Linked DNA regions of Mus musculus: all the other regions are linked to region 2. Evidence: chromatin contacts called from public Hi-C and promoter capture Hi-C data. All regions are on one chromosome and are shown on one strand. Each heading gives the region's core, a stretch centred on a gene start, on an enhancer-like site or on the middle of the called end of the contact. The rest is flanking DNA. Distances are from core to core; before and after follow the strand shown. Region 1 holds the start of Corin (corin, serine peptidase). Region 2 holds the start of Tec (tec protein tyrosine kinase). Region 3 holds the start of Nfxl1 (nuclear transcription factor, X-box binding-like 1).

Evidence for each region. Promoter capture Hi-C pulls out the DNA fragments that hold promoters and counts their contacts. A called contact is a pair of places that touch in the nucleus more often than the background predicts.
Region 1: a Hi-C map of embryonic stem cells shows a contact between it and region 2, with 4 times the contacts expected there. The contact joins the promoter of Corin here to the promoter of Tec in region 2. A contact is called at or near these places in 5 of 39 promoter capture datasets (embryonic stem cells, hippocampal neurons, liver and 1 more) and 1 of 484 Hi-C or Micro-C datasets (embryonic stem cells).
Region 3: a contact with region 2 is called in a promoter capture Hi-C map of neural stem cells. The contact joins the promoter of Nfxl1 here to the promoter of Tec in region 2. A contact is called at or near these places in 16 of 39 promoter capture datasets (the 3T3-L1 cell line, 3T3-L1-derived adipocytes, the C10 cell line and 10 more), 4 of 484 Hi-C or Micro-C datasets (CD4 T cells, LSK cells, erythroblasts and 1 more), 3 of 115 datasets of contacts at active chromatin or transcription factors (effector CD8 T cells, embryonic fibroblasts and memory CD8 T cells) and 2 of 9 other capture datasets (adipose tissue and liver).

What each region holds. Positions count from the first base shown.
Region 1 is chr5:72,502,937-72,505,636 of GRCm38.p6, forward strand. It overlaps Corin (corin, serine peptidase), which reads right to left and starts at 1,272. Exons shown (of 22, transcript NM_016869.3): 1 at 946-1,272. The coding sequence starts at 1,212.
Region 2 is chr5:72,867,146-72,869,918 of GRCm38.p6, forward strand. It overlaps Tec (tec protein tyrosine kinase), which reads right to left and starts at 1,303. Exons shown (of 19, transcript NM_001113460.2): 1 at 1,249-1,303.
Region 3 is chr5:72,558,209-72,560,908 of GRCm38.p6, forward strand. It overlaps Nfxl1 (nuclear transcription factor, X-box binding-like 1), which reads right to left and starts at 1,437. Exons shown (of 23, transcript NM_133921.3): 1 at 1,381-1,437; 2 at 806-1,060. The coding sequence starts at 1,058.

The DNA.
Region 1 (2,700 bases), core at 22-2,521, 360 kb before region 2:
AAGCCTAGTTGTTGTTTGTTTGGGAGGTTTGCCAACATGTTAGCAGCACTTCTAACTTCAAAATTCTGCCAAAATGAACCCTGAAACAGCAAGCAGCAGTGAGTCCTAGCTTGGCTCCCTTATCCGGTAGTACTCTGGTGTTCTCTGGTGTTCTCTTGCGGACTTTCGCGTCCATCAGTAGATTCCTTCCTATCCTAAAAATGGAAACTATAAACTATAAAGCACAGACATGGACATAGAGACCCTTGGAGCCTGGTTCTGTGAGCCTTGGCAGCACGAAGTTCTGAGAAGTTTCAGTGAGAGGGGATTGCTGGGACTACTTGCCTGAGAATCTGGAAACTGAGTCCCCACCTCGGTCCCCAAAATGGGAAGCTGCGCAAAGCGCGCCCACTGCTCTCCCGCCTCTAGAGCTCCGGCCCAGAAGTCCCGCACTGAGTTCAGGCAGAACCTTCCAGGACACCGCCTCGGGATGCCTTCCTAACTACCCCTCTCTCCCTTGCTGACACTGACTGATTCTGGCCCGCCTATGCGCAGCTGATTCCAAGACCCTAAGGACGCAGCAGATAAGGATGGCTGCAACCTAGACTGGGTTTCCCGAGGCTCAGGTCAGGGGGACCCTCGGCAGTGCCCTTCCTTTTTCTCTGCAGATTGTGGCAGGAAGGCTAATACTTCCCAGGACTGCGGGAGGAAAACCGTCCCAAACCCTAGCAGCTCCAAACCCGCGCCGCAAACCGCAGACAGTGCTCGGTGCGCCCGGGACGGGTACCTGTCCCAGAGTAAGTTCGCGAGCAGGGGACCCGGGCGTTTCCAGCTCTGAGTTGTGCGGTGCCAAGGCATAGGGCCATCCGGGGGCATTGACTGATCCCCAGTGGGAGAAGCTACTACAAATGGGATCTAGTCACGGAGCTAGTAGCAAGGGCGCGCGCAGTAGGGATGCAGGCTTACGTCTGGAGCAGGCGGGGCTCCAAAGCAATCCTTCCAGCTGCCGGGAGCCTGGAACTTGGACCCGGAGAGGAAGCCACGGGTCCCCAAGGGGCCGGGTCCGACGGCTCCACCTGCAGTCTCCCCCGGAACCCCCGCGCAGCCAAGACCGTTCAGTGCACGGAGGGCGGTGGTTGGAGGGACTCTGCAGGAGAGGTAGCATCGCCCAGGACAAGAGCAGCGGGCTCTCCGCACGGAGCTGACCCGAACGCTGAAGGAAACCCTGCCCATGACTGCCAGCGTCTCCGACGCCAAGCCACAGGAGTGAGGGACCGTCTGCCTGGGGACTAGAACGAGCCACTGAGAAGTCTGTGCTCACTGACCTACGGACGGGAAGGAGGTGGCACCCGATGAAAGGAGGAAGGGACAGGGAGAAAAAAGGTTGACTCTGAAGTCACCAGGACTCAGGCCACGCGACCTGTGTGCTGGAGGAGCGAGGAGGGTGGATCTTACCCTCTTTGGGGCGTCAGCTCGGCGGCTGTACTCCTCCGGAGCAAGGGCGGGGGGCCGTTTCGTGAACATATCTTTCTCCTCTGTCCACTCTTATCTCGGTCGCTTTTCTCTGCTCTATGGATCTCGAGGAGAGGCACTACGGGTGTCTTTCTCCTCACTCGGAGTGAAGTTATACTCAGGGGATTGGAGCCCCATATTTTGTCTGCTGGGCAGACCCCACCCGCAGACCACTCCCTCCCTTCACTCACGTCTCTGGGTCCTACCCATAACCCTTAATGAGACAGTTCCTCCATACCCACCCCAGCCTTCAAAAAAGTTATTTTTCTATGGCAGATGGAGAGCCAAGAGTCTACTGCCCCCATCCTCCACACCAGGGAAAAAACAAACAAACCAACCCTTCAACTATGGGGCAGCAGCTTTTGGCCTTTGCTGCTTTGTTGAGGGCAGAACTTTGTTGAGCAGTGTAAAGGGCTGCTCTCTTCCGAACTCTCATTATCACATCTAGAACAGTCTATCCCCTCATACAGGATTCTAGCCAGGCAAGTATCAAAATGAATGTCTTCAGACACTAGCGATCCAATGACAAGTTTGTTGTGTTCGAAAAGATGTCAGGTTTCGAAGGCAGGCATTATTCGTGTTACACAAATTGCAAATCTGTCTTCTGCTACAAGTTTAGGGGGGGAAACGGCGTTGCTGTTTGAGCTTCATGGGCTAGGAGAACTCGGGCCTGCGATTGTCTGACAAGAACCTGCCCAGGCTGAAATCAGGGGCCAGCAAATTCGCGCCCATCAGACAGGGAGCTGCATTCTAATAGCGTCAAGGAAAGCAGTGTAGACATTCCAAAGCAAAGGTTGCATTGAAGCCCAAGACAATTCTTAAATATTTATCGAAAATTGAAAAAAAAAACCGCCAAGGATAACAAAAATTTAAGTTTTCTTAAACGTGAGTTTTAAATGCATTTTTAATCAAAATTTTCAAAATTTCAATAATTATTCAAGGTTATACTGTAGCCCATCTCCACTAGAGAAGGCTACATATAGTAAGCAGACAATAAGACCTTGAGTATCATTGTGTGGACAAAGGCACATTTGTACGAGTGGAAGGAAGTGGTAATGGGTACTTTGCTTCCGAAAAGACATGGAGTGTGGGAATATCATCTATGTGTCGTTAAAGACGAGGGACACTTGACCTCAAGTTATTCCAGCATCAGTGAGGCATGCCATTTCTAACAAGGGTTTCACAATTCACAAACCTGAGTGTTCCAGC
Region 2 (2,773 bases), core at 53-2,552:
TTCTTTCCAATCTAGAAAGAGAGGGAAACTCTAGGCCAAAGATCCATGTAGGGCAAAGGTATCGCCTACTAGAGCGCTTCACTGATTTGCATGTGTTTACAATACCTGTCCCCACACAATTCCACAAACCCGAAGGCACACACCCTTGTGGGAAGAACGAGGGTGATTTACATAGGCACCCTACAGAAAGCACCCCTGAGCTGGCAAGGAGAGGAATAGTGATCGGATTCATAAGTGTATGGCGAAAAGATAGGTCTGTCTTAAACAATGAAAATGTAACTGGACGACATGGATGTTTTCAAATACTTAATGTGTAAGTTTAGCCACAGCTCCCCCCAACCCCCGCCTCGCGGAAAAAAATCAAGCTCTTCCTTATTTTGAGTCTATAGACCACAGAGCTACAGTGTCGATCACTCAGCTATTAAATCCCAAATCTTACTTAGGAGACTCGATGCTTCCTCCTACCGCGCCTCGGCTCTGTAAAAGAATTATATAGACGGGAATAGGTTGTCAGAGTTTCCTTAGAGGAAAATGGGAACTCACTGGAAAAATGTAAAACCTCTGCTTAAAGCATGCAACTATTCTGTCTGGATAGGCTCCAAACCCACTTAACCAAGCCAGCCACCCAGTTGTCCCAATTTAACACTGCGATCAACTCTTCTAACCAAATATTCCACTTTCCAAAGATAAGCCCGAATGGGACCTGGTACACAGAAACATATTCGCCAACGACAGGAAAAAGTTAAGAAATGTCAGATCCAGGGGAAATTGCACAGTCTCGGGACAAGGTCCACGTAGTTTTTCCCACTTTGATTCTTCGAGTCCCTGTTTATCAAGATCCAGATACCACTTTCCAGAAGAGAAAAATAGCTAAAGAAGTACGTGCACCTGCTCGGGCACAAGCAACTGTGGACTGTCTTCCTGGATTCGAACTTTACCGCGGGACAAGCAGAAAGAAGAAAGGCCCCCTGCCGCTCAACTGGGAAAGGAACTCAATCGCGAGTCCTCTCGGCTCAGATACCAAGTCCAAAAGGGCTCAGATCTGCAGCCACCGGGGAAGGCGCGGCCATCAGGGGAGCGCACCTGTCCCTTCTTCCTGGCCCAAGGGGGACGGGCCTCTGACCTGACGCAGAGAGTCCGCTCTCACCTCCGTGAGAAGGGTAGAAAAATCCTCCCTAATCCCACTAAGGTCAGTCTCCCGCAGGTGGAGGCCAACTCCGTGAGCGCCGAGAGTCCCTTGGTTCTTACCTTGACGGAGCGCGTGCCGAGACAAGCCAAGACAGAGCGACGTCCAAACTGCGGAGCCCGGAGCTCGGCAAGCGCTGACCAAACCCATCGGCCACGCCCACCGCCCGGCTCCTCCCTGGCCCCGCCCCCTCGCCGCGCCGCCTCTGCCCTCCGCTGCCCACAGCGCCAGTGTCCCACCTTCCTTCCGCGATTTCAAAGCCAAAGGGAAGAATCGGAGCTCGCGGTCCTGCGGCCGAAGTTCCAGGGAGCGTCTCTTATCCAGACAGACGCGGCGTGGGGTCTCTCTAAGTCCGGACTTCCCATCCTAAGAGAACCGTCCAGAAAAATGCTCCTTCGTCCCCGGCTCGGAGAGCCGGTAGCAATAGCACTTGTGGGTGGCTAAGAACCGACCTCCACTTCCGCTTAGCCCCTCGCGGGCGAAACCGGATGATGCTGTGCTCTGGGGTGATAGAAGAATGGGTGGCTTGACTGACAAGCCTGAAGCATCAGAGCCTAGCATAGGGTCACCCACTTACATTATTACTGTTGATACACTAATAATGAAAACAACCTTCAAGTTATTCACTTTAAATACTGTAAAATTCTTAGACTCCAGGAAAGAACGTGCCGTTTGTCACCTAGCTAGCTAGCTAACTGAGAAGCTGTCCTGGAAAGGCTGGGGCTGTAGATCAGTGGTACAATGTTTGCTTAACATGCACAAGGCCCTGGGTTTGATTCCCTACTTTCAAGTCTAAGTTGTCTTTGATGGTAGTCTTGAGTCTTAGCCACTGTTATCTGATCTCATCCATCCTGTACTGTCAGACAGGCATGGTGGCCCACATATTTTATTCCAGCTGAGAGGGCAAAGGCAAGCCCATTTCTAAGCATTTAAGGCCAGTCTGGTAAACATAGTGGTTTCCAGGCCAGCCAGGGCAGGGATATGAGGACCTCTCAGAAGGAGAGAGACACAGGATAGGACTGTAATGTTCATAATAGTCCATGGGAATAAAAGACTGAGTTCGCCTTTGGGATGGAGAGAGAAATTAATTTGTAAAATGCTTGCTATGCCGAAGGTTGATCAGGTAGAGCCCATGTTTTTAAAAAAAAAAAAAAAGGAAAGAAAGAAAGAAAGAAAGAAAAAGGGAAGAGAAAGAAAGGAAGGAAGGAAGCTGTTTTTCACCTGTACTCCAGAGCTGGAGGCAGAACCAAGCATAGCTTGGCCAGTCAATCTAGCCCAACTGGCCAGCTCCGGGTTCCATGAAAGACTTTATCTCAAATAATATGGAAGAGAGCAATTGAGAAAGACACTTAGCCTCTGACCTCCACAGTGGAGCCTTTACATAGGGAGAAAACCAATATACCGGTAAGCAAAGAAACCATTTCACAGGTGAGAAATGTCTTGGCTGAAATAAACTGGGGTAATGAAAGAGAGATTGATGAGGAAGGAGGACTTCTCAAAGGAGGACTCTGTGGAGCTGAGGTTGAACAGTGAATCAGGCAGCCAACCTGAAGACGACGCTCGCGATCACGTGTGCAGTCACGTGTG
Region 3 (2,700 bases), core at 187-2,686, 310 kb before region 2:
AATCAACGCAAACTAACTTTCAAGTTACCCTGGGAAACCCCACGCAGAGACTCAATTTTGCTCCTAGCAGGAAGGGAGAACTGATGCAATTCTACTATAATTTCAGAAATAAAAATTTTAAACCTCTTCTGAAAAAATACCTTCCAAACACAAAACACTTTCAGGGACCACTCTCTTTTATCTGGAGTGTTATGTATAAACACTCTCAACGTCGCCCTAAAAGATCTTGGACCAAGGCTATTGGCAAATCCATCGTGGCAACACCTGATACATCATGGAAAGACATGGAATTTCTGCACTGGGATCAGTTAAAAACAACAACCAAAACGCTTACAGGGTCCAAAAAGTCAGGTAGCCTGGGAAAGATGGCTATCAACAACTGGTCTTGAAAGTCGAGTTGATTAATGAAGAATGGAGTTCCCAATCTGTTCGTAAATGGAATTCTGAGACCTTAGCCTAGCTTGCTGTTACCATACACACAGATGCGAAAGCACAAGGTCCTATTTTACGACAGATGTTAAACATCTTAGATTATAAAAGAAAACAAACTCTGGCGATCCATTTACTGAGTTAACCAAATCAGCTGCACACAATTGAAGAAAGTGACTAACAAAGGCAATTATCAATTAAAATGAGGATGCAAGCGATGAGATGAAAATCTGCCTGAATGGAGACGGTTCCCTGAGACTAAACTCCGGGAGCTGTTAAAAAGTGAATGAGAGACTTGGAGGGCCCTGGCAGCCAGCGATAAGTAGGGAAGTGACTTGGGGAGTTTGGTGGGGCGGGAGACCCGAGCCATCCTCACCTGAGCCATCCTCACCCCGGGCCCCCGGGGGCTGCGGGGCTTCGCCTCCAGCTGAGCGCTGCCCGCGACCCGCAGGGGCCAGAGCTGCTGCTCCCCCGGGGCCGGGGCCCGAAGACACCGCGCCCCCAGACCCTTTGGCTCGCCCTCCTCCAGCGCCACCAAAAGGGACTCCATTTCCTGAGAGGGGCACTGCGGTGGCCCGTCCTCGGGCTCGGCCTCGGCCAGCGGCCACCTGGCGCCAGGGAGCGTCCATCCCTGCAGCGGAGAGATAAAGGAGAAGGAGCGTGAACGGGCGTCCGAGGATGGAGGCGGCTGCCGAGGGACCGCAGGGTCAGGCTGGGTGCGGACGGACCCCGCGACACGGAGACCCGGGTCTGAGGAGGTTGCGGCCCTGTGTCTCCCGAGGGCGAGTCCCGCCAAGCCCAGGCTCGAGCGACGGGCGAGGAGGGAAAAGACGGAGGGCAGAAAAGAAGCACGGAGCCACGAGGAGCCCACCCGGGACAGGAAAAACCCAGCCACGGGAAATTCTCCTCAGCCTCAGGAGAAGTGCGGTAGGCACAGAAACGCGAACTGACCGTGCGGCCGCGGCCGCGGCCGGGAACCAACTGCTGAAGTGGACCGCACCGAAAAGCTACGTCTCCTTACCGACGGCGCCCACCGCCAGGGACTACAACTCCCAGAAGCCTCCGCCCGCGGACCGCAGAATGCGTGGCAGCGAGGCAGCTTTTTTTTTTTTTTTTTTTTTTCCCGGAAGAGACGAAGGAATGCTCAGTGCGCATGCGCGGTCGTTCGCGGCCTTTGGGGAACTACATTTCCCAGAGTGTTCCGAGGCTCATGAAAAGTAGACGCCTCCGTTGGTGGGCGTGCCGGGAGCATGCTGCTACTGGCGGCTGCTCCCAGGAAATACGCGAGGTTTCAGGATTCAGAGAGGGCAAAATTCACAAACAGTTGTTCTCGCCATAGTCTTGCTGCTTGCAGGTAGCAGGCAGGTCCTCGTCCAGGAAGTACTTAGAAAACAGAAGACGCCATGGGGAGCAGGATCAGAAGAGCCACGGGAGCATTGTAGGAAAAAATGGTTTGAGTGGAGAAAGCTTTCAGAACTCACAATGAAATCTAGCCCCTAGTATTAACCACCTTTTATACTTTAAAACAAGCTTTCCCTTAGAGACTGCTTCTTTTCCTTTCAAGGCTGCTCCCTCCAGTAGATTCATTAAGGAAAATAACTGAAAGCCAGCAGCTAATCTTTACGTATAGATTGCAGAAATTCATTTAGTGGTCTCTTGGAAAATGAGCTGAATTTTTGTTGATATTTGAAGTTATACAATCCTTAAATTACCCTTCAGCTTAGTTAATTTCCCAACATTTACCACAAATATATTTAGATGCCATTCAATGTGTCCAGGAGTGTACAAAATATTTACATATATATGTGTGTGTGTCTGTGTGTGTGTGTGTGTTTGCACATATACAAAGTTTTACACTTATAATTTATTGAGATGAGTTTTTTTAATATTATCTAGGCTGTTCTTGAACTCATGATTCTCTCACCACAGCCTTAGAAGTTGTTGGGGCTCCAGGCCTTCATCATCATGTCCATTGTGTCAATATTTTTTTTTATTCAAAATAACCTTATTTATCATTCCAATTTTACCACTGGGAAAACTAAAGCATAGAGAGGTAATTGTGCTGAAACTAAGCTTTAATTCTATCATGTTTTTAATTTCTTGTACATAGGTATTACATCATGGCCTATAATTCATCCAAAACCAGTAAATGTCGAGGGAATATTGAGGTGGCTGATGATAAGGAGACCCTCATAGAACCTTGGTGTGTAGCACAGATCTGCGTTAGCACATTGTCCAAATCTCCATACTAAACCTTCCTGAGAACACATT